Regions from separate parts of the Sus scrofa genome. Here region 1 is linked to region 2. A link is a contact called in public HiChIP or PLAC-seq data. All regions are on one chromosome and are shown on one strand. The core of a region is the stretch at or near the end of the contact, and the rest is flanking DNA. Distances in the headings are between cores, read along the strand shown. Region 1 overlaps ATP11A (probable phospholipid-transporting ATPase IH). Region 2 holds the start of ATP11A (probable phospholipid-transporting ATPase IH).

Region 1 (2,700 bases), core at 154-2,653, 41 kb after region 2:
GACACACATGTACGCACAAGCCATGCGGTGTCTTTGGGTTTTGGCCACTTCTGCGCCGTCCGGAAGTTCCCGGGTCAGGGACAGAAATCGAGGCGCAGGTGCAGCAATGCCGGATCCTTAACCCCCTGCACCAAAGTGGGAACTCCCCATGCAGTATCTCAAAAACAATTGCAAGGCCAGCTTGTCAATACCCTGTGACCGGGGAGGGCCCGGGCCTTGCGGGACTGGCTCTCTTTCCGCAGTGGCTGTTCCTTCGTGTCTCAGGAAATTGAGGTGTGTGACCATCCCTGGGGCGTTGTACTTGGGACCTGGTGTCTGGCGGCATCCAGGGAGGCCTGGCTCTTTTCTAAGGGGGTCTGTGCTTGTGGGGTGGGTGGCGGCTGGGGGCCAGGCCTTCCCGGCACCTGGCCAGGGCCACACAGGCCTACCTCTGCTGACGGAGCCCCGTGTCGGGCGGGTTGTGAGGGTTCTGCTGGTTTTCGTGCCGCCTGGCCCCGCTCAGCCCCCTGAAGAGCCCTGGTGGTTTCCGCTGTGCCCGCAGAAAGGGTTGTTATTTCGCTGGGGAGCTGCGGGCATGGTTGCGATGTTGTGGGGGAGCCAGGGCCTGGCCTCACACAGAACGGGTGGAATCGGGGAACGTTCTGGAGGAAGCCATGTGTGAACCTCGGGTCTGGGTTCAGTGGCCGGTTGCCCCCGAGGTGAGTCTGGGTTTCTCCTTGGCTTCAAGTGTCGCTCGAGTGCCCGCCCTGCCCGGCGGTCCGTGCAGGTGAGGGGCCTCCCGGGGGACCCGAGGGGGTCAGGAGTCGGCAGGGGAACCAGCGGCAGCGGCAGCTGGTCGGGGGTGCTGAGCGGCACGATGGGCCCTTTCCCGTGGGGCCGATGGCAGCAGGCCTCTCTGAGCTCAGAGGTGGTCCTCGCAGCAGCCCCAGGACGTCCCAGGCCGGGTCAGCAACCCGAGGCCGCTGGCCTCACTGTGCTCTTTCCAAAGCCTGGCAGGTGGGAGCAAACGGTGGCTCAGTGAGACCTGTGTGGTGGGGCCTGTGTGTATGTGTGCCCCTGTGTCTATGTGTGTATTTGTGTGTGTCCGTGTGTCTGTGAGTGTGTATGTCTGTGTGTCTGTGTGTGTCCATGTGTGTCTGTGTGTGTATGTCTCTGTGTATGTGTGTCTCTGTGTGTGTGTCTGTGTGTGTCTCTGCTCGTGTGTCTATCTCTGTGTGTGTGTTGTCTGTGTGTGTGTGTCTGTGTGTGTGTGTGTCTGTGTGTGGACAGTTCCTGCTGACCGGCTGTGTGTGTGTGTGTGTGAGAGGCGTGAGGAGTTTGGTCAGGGATGTGTTCTGATCTACAAATGTAGTTGCCTCCTGGGGGAACAACTGCAGGCTTGTACCAAACAAAAGGCCAGGATGCAGCCTCGGGGCGGAGCCAGAGCAGCACCGAGTCACTTCCCATCACGGTCTGGGTCCCTGCCACCCCGAGGCCGCTCCAGAGGAAGTGGAGCGGGCGCCTGGGTGGAGCTCCTGGCCTCTGGCCACGTCCTCGGGCCCCGTCCCCAGGGTGGGGTCCCCGCTGCCGTGAGCAGGGGTGGCGGGCAGAGGACCTGCCTCTTGGATGCAGGCGGCACAGGTCCGGGCACTGGGTTTCCTCTTTTGCCCAGGGCCTCAGGACCAGAGCTGACGCGGCCGGCGGGAGCAGGTGACCGTGGGGGAGGAGCGTCTGGGCCTGGAGTCTGAGGGGTTCGGCTAAGCTGGTGCTTGAAACCGTCAACACTGTATCTTCTTCAGAGCCCGCTTACTGCGTAGACGCCGGTGTGCCGAGCCCGCGCTGGCCCCGAACAGTGAACAGCGCCGGAAGCGGCAGGTGCCCTGAGCGGACACCTCGCTTTCCTGGGCGGCTCGTGTGGAGACAGACGGAGGGAGCCAAGGGGCTCTTGCTGCCCGTCCCGCCTGCCTCCGGAGGCAGAAGCGCCTTAGGCAAAGGACTGATTGATGCGTGGCTGAACATTTTGAACCACGTCTTGGAAACGAAGGGGAGGAGCGGGGCCGGGTGAGCCCGGCCCACGCAGAGCACGTGCTGCACCTTCTAGAAGTCCTCAGAACACCCGCGAATCTCACACGGCAGTTCTCACTGCGTGGGGCGGGGCGGCTGAGTCGGTCCGCGCCCCCCAGAGGCTCCAGGGGAGGGTCCTGCCATCTCCTGCCCTTGGGGCCGCTGGATCCGCCGTGTCCCTTGACGTTCAGGTGCCCCCCCCAACTCTGTGTGTGTCTGTGTTTCCCAGAAAGACACCTGTCACCGGGTTTGTGGCCTGTCGTGACCCAGAGTGAGTCGGTCTTAATGAATCCCACCTGCAATGACCCTGTTTGCAGATGAGGTCCCCGCTGAGGTTCTGGGAGCAGGGACTTGGATGTGTGTCTTTTTGGGGGACTCAATCAGCTCGTTACAGACGCCAGGTTTCAGTTTCACGTAACAATCGTTTCTAAGGTTAGGCGGCAGGTACGCGTGTATTATTTTCTCTGCATCTGACTTTTCATTATGCACGTTTCCCAGCATCCACAGAATGAGAAATAACAGCATGATGAAGCCAGTCTAACTCAGCTTCAACCACAACGAACTTTGGACCCGTCCTGTTTCCTTGCAGGGACGGGTCGTCTGCCCTGCAGGTGCAAGTACGCGTGTACACACGTGTATCCGCACAGTTCCCTGTGC
Region 2 (2,700 bases), core at 154-2,653:
CATCCCCACTGGGAGGATATTCGGTCACATCATGGATGCAAGAAGGCTGCAGAGTGCCAGACGTCACATCCAAACTCACGCCATCCAGAGGGACCAAGGAGCATGTCCTCGTCATGGGCCTTTTTATGAGTGAGGAGACCTTCCCAAAGGCAGGTTCATTGGCTTACACTTGTTTTAAACCAGTCACCGAAGAGGCGTGGAGTTACTGAGATGAGCTTACCTGGACCAGTTCCCCCCTGCTGTGTGAACCCTGCCGGGGCGGCTACCTGGACCAAGGTGGGTTTCTGGCAGCAAGGACAGAGGGCACGGCTGTGGCAAGCACAGTGTCTACTACAATACAAAATTAACACTGGCCACAGAACAAAACAGGCCTTCCTGAAAAACATGCAGCCTTTATCCCGTCACCATGTCGGATTTCTCCCTGCAAATGCCACTGACTGCGCGGAGGAAGGCCGGCCAAAACCTGGCGCTGGCAGCGGGCTCCTGGCAGAAGGCAGGCAGCGTTGCTGGGAGGAGACGAGGAAAAGTGTGGGACGTCTGCGGCTCGGTCATCGTTCTATGACCCACCAGAGGCGCTGGCCCCAGGGCCCAGCCGCCACCCCTGCCCAGCGGAGGGGGCCTGGGGACAACCGTGGTTCCTGGAGCCTGACATGAGTTGATCGAATGGAAAAGGCAGCTGGACAAGCCCCGTGGCCACTAAGGGAAACAGACACTGCCAGGCGAAGGTGAGGCCAGGGCGTGGTGGAGGGAAGGAAGGCCCCATCTCTCTCCTGGTCTCCAGTTGGCAGCGGGCACCTCTGTTGGTGCAGATCCCCCAGGGGGGCCTTGGGCCTCCTAGACACAAAGCAGGAGAGAGTAGATTTGGAAGGAAAGTGGAGAATCATTGAGTTAGCTGACCCCAAACTGGAGCATTTTCCGCAGAAAAGCACGTCAGCGTCGGGATGGTTTGGGCCTGATTACCCGATTATTCACTAGTGCTCCTTCCTAGTCTCCGCGTCTAACCCCAAGTGCCCGTGCTTCTTCCCGAAAAGCAGCCAGAAGAACACTCAGGTGCGTTCCGGCAAGGCCCGGATCGGATCGGTCGCCAAAGGCCTTGTCAGGCCCCTCGGGTTTCACAAGTGGTGGCCCTTGGCCCCAAGAACGGAAGTTGGAAACAAAGTGCACCGGTACAGGGCGGGCCGGGGTTGAGAAGAGATAGTTTGCTTCATGCTGGGAAAGCGGAAACATTCCCCGCATTGAACCCAGGCGTCTGCCTGACAGAAACGCTCTCCCCGCCTGATGCCTGATGCCCAGAGAGCTGCACAGGCGCGCGCCCCGGGGCCCAGAGCTCCCTCTCGGCGGAGCTAGCGGCGGAGGCAGGAGCTGGACCGGCCCGACAGCAACAGGCAGCGTGGCCTGTGGGGCTGGAGGCTGGACTAACAGGTTCGAGGCTGATTTCTACCCCTCACCCCCGCCGGATAACGAGTGCCTGCGACTGTCACAGCTCTGGAGTCCAAAGGGCCAGGGGCCCAGGGCTCGGGCGCCTGTGGGATTTCAGAAAGAAGCAAGGATCCCAGGTGGGGGACCCTGCGCCCATCTTCCCTGCGGCGCGGAGAAGCCGCGCGACCCTGGGCAGCCACTTGAGGCCCGCCTCCGCCTCTGTCACCTGCAGAGCAGGAGGGGCCTCGCGTGGGGCCGGCCTGGCACTGGGGAGACACAGACCCGATTCAGCCGGTCTCGGGCCCAACCCTCCCCCGCTCCCCCGCCCCCTCCCCGACTCCCCGCGCCGCCCTCGGGCCTTCCGGGGTGGATGGAAGTTTGAGGCCCGCGTGCCTGCGCCCCGGACGGACCCGGTGCCAGGCGCCGGCTCCCCGCCCTCCGGGCCCCAGGTGTCTGGCGCGCATCCCCGCCCGGGAGGCGGAAGCAACAGGAAGCCGTTCCCCGCCCGCGGGCCCCCCGCCCTCCGCCCTCCGCCCCAGGGCCCCGGGCGCCCGGGCTGCGGGGGCGGGCCTCGGGGAGGGCCGGGCGCGCGGGCCGGAGTCTGCGAGGGCGCGGGAGCGGGGCGGGGGCCGGGCGGCGGGGCGCATGCTCACTCGCGCTCGTGACGTGCGCGCCGGGACCGGGGCCGGAGGCCGGGCTGAGAGGGGCGGCGGGCGGAGGCCGGGAGGAGAGCAGAGCGGAGAGCGGAGCGCAGGAGAGCAGAGGAGCCGGAGCGCGGAGCCGAGCAGCGGCGGGATCGGCCGGCCGCCGCGCGCCCAGCCGCAGCCCCATCGCCCCAGCCGCGGCGCGCGGGCTCCGGCCACCGAGCGGCCGCCCGCCGAGCGGCCACCCCTCGCCGGCCGCCGCGGGCCGGGCCGGGCATGAGCGCGGAGGGGCCGCGGCCGCCCCCCGCACCGCCCGGCGCGCCCAGGCCGTGACCGGGGCGGGGCGCGCGGCCGCACTCGGGCCCGGGCCCATGGGCGCGCCGAGCCGGGCTTGGGGGCGCTGAGCGGGCGGGCGCGGCCGGAGGAGCCATGGACTGCAGCCTCGTGCGGACGCTCGTGCACAGATACGTGAGTGCTGCCCGCGCGGGGTTGGGGCCGGGGCCGGGCCGGGCCGGGGCCGGGCGGGACGGGTCCTCCGCCCCCGACCCTGCTGCGGCCTCCCGCCCGGGGTCGCTGAGGGCTCGGGCGGCCTCGCGGGGGTCACCGCGCCCGGGGACGGCGGGACGCGGGAGGACCT

What was found. HiChIP or PLAC-seq counts read pairs in DNA pulled down with a chosen protein or histone mark.
Region 1: a contact with region 2 is called in an H3K27ac HiChIP or PLAC-seq map of alveolar macrophages. The contact joins the enhancer-like site here to the promoter of ATP11A in region 2. A contact is called at or near these places in 1 of 5 promoter capture datasets (liver), 6 of 47 Hi-C or Micro-C datasets (alveolar macrophages, liver, retroperitoneal adipose tissue and 1 more) and 2 of 2 datasets of contacts at active chromatin or transcription factors (alveolar macrophages and skeletal muscle).

What each region holds. Positions count from the first base shown.
Region 1 is chr11:78,331,833-78,334,532 of Sscrofa11.1, forward strand. All of the region lies in intron 1 of ATP11A (probable phospholipid-transporting ATPase IH), which reads left to right. Among named protein-coding and RNA genes, the nearest start is that of ATP11A, 40 kb to the left of the region's middle. Within about 2 kb of position 1,404, at least 15 of the 83 cell types and tissues checked have an H3K27ac peak or open chromatin away from gene starts, as enhancers often do. A contact at or near this core is called in alveolar macrophages, retroperitoneal adipose tissue and subcutaneous adipose tissue, where this site is marked.
Region 2 is chr11:78,291,331-78,294,030 of Sscrofa11.1, forward strand. ATP11A (probable phospholipid-transporting ATPase IH) reads left to right here and starts at 1,404. Exons shown (of 30, transcript XM_021065944.1): 1 at 1,404-1,422.